Regions from separate parts of the Sus scrofa genome. Here region 1 is linked to region 2. A link is a contact called in public promoter capture Hi-C data. All regions are on one chromosome and are shown on one strand. The core of a region is the stretch at or near the end of the contact, and the rest is flanking DNA. Distances in the headings are between cores, read along the strand shown.

The links. Promoter capture Hi-C pulls out the DNA fragments that hold promoters and counts their contacts.
Region 1: a contact with region 2 is called in a promoter capture Hi-C map of liver, with 3 times the contacts expected there. The contact joins the promoter of ZNF835 here to the promoter of LOC100620869 in region 2. A contact is called at or near these places in 1 of 5 promoter capture datasets (liver) and 2 of 47 Hi-C or Micro-C datasets (embryonic fibroblasts and liver).

Annotation. Positions count from the first base shown.
Region 1 is chr6:60,939,092-60,942,253 of Sscrofa11.1, forward strand. It overlaps ZNF835 (zinc finger protein 835), which reads right to left and starts at 1,521. Exons shown (of 2, transcript XM_021095092.1): 1 at 1,356-1,521. The coding sequence starts at 1,387.
Region 2 is chr6:60,587,673-60,590,539 of Sscrofa11.1, forward strand. It overlaps LOC100620869 (zinc finger protein 239), which reads left to right and starts at 1,493. Exons shown (of 3, transcript XM_005664876.3): 1 at 1,493-1,702.

The sequences.
Region 1 (3,162 bases), core at 271-2,770, 350 kb after region 2:
AGACCATGCAGGGTCTTTGTGCGGAGGTGAGAACTCTGCTAGTGGGAGCCAGACCGGGCCAGTCCCAGTTCTAGTGCCACCTCCACAGGCAGCCCTCAGGATTGAGTGGGGCCGGACTGCTCAGGCAGTGGTACCCACCTCGCAGGTTTGAGAGGATCAGGCCCTGTCCATGTGACTCTGGCTGTGGCCCCTGTCCTGGCAACCATGCCTCAGTGGGTCCAGTCAGCATCAGTGGGAGAAAGAAACAGGGACCCATGAAGATGCTGGGGTAGAGGCAGGTGGGTGGGTGGAATACGGACTCAGGGTATTTCCTCTGTGTGTGTGTGTGGCGGGGGGGGGGGAGGTAAGTGGATTCAGGGCGGGGTAAACCTGGGCGTGTCAGGTACACAAACAGGCCACCGAAGGGGAGACACAGACATGCTCAGTGGCAGACACACAAATGGAGTTGCACACAATGACACCATGGGGGTGGGAGTTACATCACCCCCCTCCTTGGCACTCTCATGGCCTTATACAGTCACCCATATGCTGTGGCAGTCTTCCCCACACAAGGAGGCAGGCAGTCTGGCACACCCACACAACTCCAAGCGCACCTGCCCCAGGCACACACACAACAAAGTCACACAAGCCGCTCTGCTCGACAGGCAGGCTCTGCCTGGGACATCACCCACAGTGGCAAACCCGGCCACACACACAGTCACGCAGCAGGCAGAGCTTCACACATGCCCAGAGCCACAAGTGTGCGGGGGCTCCAGACACACACACACACAGAGCAACCCCATGCTCTCAGTGTCTCTCATAAACACCCCGTGCACAGCCTTCCACATGCCGTCACACTCAGGCACACTCATACCATCCGGCACACCAGCCAATCCATCTACATTGCTGCACACCAAGAACAAGTTGCACACGTGCCCAAAATCACACATAGAGGACCCCAAATACCTAACACACACTCAAATTCATAGGCACAGGCCACCTGGGTCAGGCACGTGCAAACATACAGTGACACCTGGGTACGGACTCACACGAAGTCACAGGCACAGGTGCACGGGCTCAAAGTTCTGGAGTGATAGCTCACAGTGACGGGCGGACCTACACACACAGCGACACAGTTACACGCCCGCACCGGCACAAAGCAGTGGAGAGGCTCGAGGGGCGGGCCTCGCAAGCACAGGCACAGGGGGAGTCGAGGACGCACCTCGACACACAGACACGAGAGCACCCAGGCGCACACGCACTCACGCATGCGCACACCACACACCGGCGCGCTCGCCTCGGGGACCAGCTCCGAAGGCCGCTGGCGGCTCCCGCCGGGCCTGGTGGGCTCAGGTCGCCACAGTCTCTCGCCCTACCCGGCCCACGCGGACCCTCGGTGACCTCTCATTCTGTGGTGGTGCGGACGCGCCCGCCACTCAGGTCAAGGTGGCAGCCGTTACAGAAGAGCCCAGGCGCCAGACCGACCCAGAGAATTGCAGCCGGCTCCGGGAGCCCAAAGACTACAACTCCCAGAAGGCGCCGCGCTGCGCCTGCACAGAGACTCAGTTCCGCTGTATGGGCGTCCCTGAAACTACAACTCCCAGAAGGCCATGCGTCTGACTGGACTCTGCCTTCACGGAGCCCGGGGGAGGGCAAGGAGGTTGGGGGCGGGTCTTGGGCTGGTCTACCCCGAGCTCCGTCCACCACGCCGGGGCGCGATAGTGGGCGTGGCCAGTAATATGGAGGCGGGGCTCTTCTTCCTCAAGGAAGGGGCGGAGAGGAAGTAGGTATGAGAGACCCTTAGGATCAGAGAGGCTAAGTGAGTCACCCTGGGCCACACAGCACAGAAAGGGCCAGAGCGGGAGTTTGCAATCCTATTATACATGTATATATGCAAAGATCTTTCAACTACTCCTCAAGTGATGTAATTTCCAGACCTTTGCTGTCCAGGTCAGCCATTTTCACTCATAGTTACTCTCATGTTTATCATATTAAAATATATTCTCAAGTATAGCTTGAATCTCTATTCTTGGTAAAAAGACGTCCAAGGTTGGCAAGTAGTTGAATTGCACCTTACATGTATTTAGCCAATCCTCAGCTGAAGAACATTTATGTGACGTCCACATTCTCTTTGCGGCAAATGATGATCCTGTTGACATCTGGTTTTTCTCAGTTTTAAAAAAAGGTGATAAAATAAACAGAATCAGTCAGGGTCCTCCAGAGAAACAGAAGCAGTTGTGTGTGTGTACATCTATATCCATACACATATGTATTGATATCTATCCGTTGTCTATTATTTATCAAGAGATTGAGATTTCTTTTAAGGAATTGGCTTGCACAGTTGTGGGAATGGGTCAGTTTAGAATTTGTAGGGCTGGCCAACAGCTGGAAACACAGGGAACAGATGTGGCCGTCCTGAGACAGAATTTCTTCCCTGGGAAATCTCAGTTGTTGTTCCTAAGGCTTTCAACGGATTGGATGAGGCCCGCCCCACATTATCGAGGGTTGTCTTAAAGCAAACTGAGGTTCAGAGTGAACCTCTTTTATTAATTAATTAATTAATTAATTAATTTATCTTTTCTAGGGCTGCACCCATGGCATATGGAGGTTCCCAGGCTAGGGGTCCAATTGGAGCTGTAGCCGCCAGCCACAGCAACGCCAGATCTGAGCGGTGTGTGCAACTTACACCACAGCTCACGGCAACGCTGGATCCTTAACCCACTGAGCAAGGCCAGGGATCGAACCCGAAACCTCATGGTTCCTAGTCGGATTCGTTCACCACTGAGCCACAACGGGAACTCCGAAGTGAACCTCTTTTACAGAAGAACTTCAGAGAGACACCTGCATCTGCATTTAATTCAATCCCTGGGTACCAGAGCCTGGACAAGGTGGCACATCAAACTAACCATTTCAGGAGTCTCCTGCAACATGGGTAGAAAGGGATGTGTAGACAAATGAGAGAGCAAAACAGACAAGATCACTGTGAGCTCTCAGGATAATCAGAAAAATCATCAATCATCTCCCCCTCACTTTTTTTTTAAAGGGTACAGGCCAGATGTCACATGCACCCTGTGGTAGATGGAATGACTGGCCAATGGGGACCTGCTGTACAGCACAGGGACCTCTACCCTATATTCTGCGATAATCTATATGAGAAACGAATCTGAAAGAGAATAGATGTGT
Region 2 (2,867 bases), core at 243-2,742:
TCCTTTAAGATCCAGTCTCTCAGCAGCCTTCAAATACACACACAGCAGATTGCAATGAGCTGGAGAGAGCTTACCAGGGGACCAAGGAGCTGCAAAGTATACTACTGCTTAGGAAAAGCAGTGATTTTTTTAAGGAAAAGCCCTTGAAGAGCATTGGTTGGGGGCGAGTGGGGTGGTGGAGGCTGACTTTGTCCCCCGCCCCCGCCCCGCCCCAGGAGATATTTATCAATCTCTGGGAATGATTTTGGTTATCAGGACTAGGGGGCAGGGTGGGGTGTGGCTCCTGGCAGCGGTGGGTGGAGGCCAGGGGTGCTGCTCTACACCCTACAGTACACAAGCCCCACTCCCAAATGTCAACAACGCCGAGACTGAGAAACACTGGTTCCCTTTCAGAGTTTCCTCGCTGAAAACAGCCGTCCCCTACCTTGTTCCCTGCTGTCTCCATGGCAACGGGGCATTTTGTAATGAACTGCTGAATGACTAGATGAAGGCCCAGGCGGTCAAGGGGATGCAGGGGTGCTCTTGAGACCCCATAGTGGCCTAGGTTGTCAGGCCTGAAGGTCTCCAACCAAACTGGGAATAAAAAATAACAATAAACAAAAACGAGCCAATGAATCCGGTGAAGGCTCTGAGTAGTTGCTAGAAAGCAGGCACCCAGGCACGATCATTTTCTATAGACTATTTCAAGAAAGCTTCCCAGAGAGTTTCTGCTGAGGTTCAGCGGTAAGAACCCGACTAAGTATCCAAGAGGACGCTGGTTCGATGCCTGGCCCCGCTCAGCGGGTTAAGAACCCGCCTTGCTGTGGCTGAAGCTCCGATTGGGCCCCTAGCCTGGGAACTTCCATATACTGCCGGTTGGACTCTAAGAAAAAAAAAAGCAAGCTTGCCAGATCCCAGGCCGGCAGCCCACAAACGCCCACTCCCCAAGCATCCTCCCACAACCCGCCCAAACACAAGTTCACAAGTGATGGGCGAACCTCCCCCACAAATGACCCCAAGGCCAACGAAAGGGCCCGGACACCGTGGCAAGACCAGGCAAGCAGTGCCAGAGAAAGAAAACGGGAACGCTGGATCGGGGGTCTTTCTCACTTCCACCGGCGACCTAGTTGCTCGGTGACCACTGCCTGATCTTGTTGCGGGCTCCCTGCCCCGCCGCAGCGTGCGGTACTACAACTCCCAAAAGTCTCTGCGACCATTTTCCTCCTCCCCTCCCTCCCCCTCCTTCCCGCTTCCCTAGAAAATAAGTTGGTGGAACCATTCGCCAGAGCTTTCTAGCCACGAAGTCATCCTTGAATATAAGATTTTTATCATGTTCTTCTTTTTATGGAAAAGGGCACTCTCGTTGTCTCCTCCCCTTTTAAACTACAATACCCAGAAGTCTCTGGCCCTCAGGCTGAAAGTTGCCTTGGAGACAGAGAGAGACGCCGGAAGCCAGAGAATGAGGCGGGGCCAGGGTAAAAGAAGGATTCCGATTGGTGGAGTCGTCATAGCGCTGGCTTTGAAGGACAGGTCAAGGGGTGCGCGTGCGCCGTGCGTTGGCCCAGCGCGCGTTCTCGGTCGGCCGAGTCTGGGGGTCCTCAAGCCCCCCGCGACACGACGCTGTCGCAGGTTGCGCTGGGCAAAGGCGAAGCCTGCGCAAACCAGACGCTCCGGCCGCGTTTCCTTGGCCGGAAGTGCGCGCTCCATAGAAGTGTCCCGGGAGGTAAGTGCGATCCGTAGATTCCCCAGCCCCGGTTTCTGAATCAGCTTACATGTTTCCATGGTAACAGCCCCCCCGCATGTGACATCATAGCTTCCTTTGGGAAAAGATGGGACAGATTTGAAGGGCTTGCGGATAATGAGCCGCTGCCCCCTCCAACGGGCGGCCTACCCTGTACCCCTAGTTTCTTCTGCTTTGGGCCTGTTTCCCCTGCTTTGCGAAGTGACCTTTGGAGCCCCTTCCGCCGCCCTCAGTAGCTCTTGGACCCTGGTCGAGGTACACTAGCGCTGTGCCTCAGTTTCGCCATCCGTAAAAGGAGGAGGATGCTAGAATTTGACTCCTAGAGAAGGTTGCTGTGAGGATTAAAGAGCCTTGAGATGGTGCGCCGCACACAATAGCCACTCAAGTGTTAGCGTCTCTGACTGTCATCGTGATCATTGTTCCCTTGGGTTTTGGACAGGTCCCTCCCCTGCTCTGGGGTCTCATGGTTGACTTGCAAACTGGGTGCTTTGGGGGTTGTGTGTGTGTGTCTTTCTTCAGAGCCTCACCCGTGACATATGAAAGTTCCCAGGCCAGGTGATCTAATAGGAGCTGCAGCTACCAGCCTACACCACAGCCACAGCCACGCCAGATTCCAGCTGCATCTGTGACCTACACTGCAGCTCACGTCAATGCCAAATCCTTAACCCGCTGAGCCTGAGCGAGGCCAGGGATGCAACCTGCGTCCTCATGGTTATGGCTTGAACCTAGCCAGAATCTAGATTGAGACTTGAACCCATCTGCTGGGACTCAAACCCAGCCTAAACCCAGATTGGGACCTGAACCCACAGTTTTTAAATTAGAATCACTTACCCAGTGTCTGGACTTACTGATGTTCAGTTTCTGTATGCCTCCACGCAGAATGAATTCAGCGAGACACAAACTGACAGGCAAGAAATAGATTTATTAAGATAGGATGCCTGTGGAGTTACCATCGTGGCACAAGGGAAACGAATCCGATTGGGAACCATGAGGTGTGGGTTCGATCCCTGGCCTCCCTCAGTGGGTGAAGGACCCGGCGTTGCCCTGAGCTGTGGTGTAGGTCATAGATGTGGCTTGGATCTGGCGTTGCTGTGGCTCTGGCGTAGGCCAGCAGCAACAGCTCCAATTCGAGCCCTGGCCTGGGAAC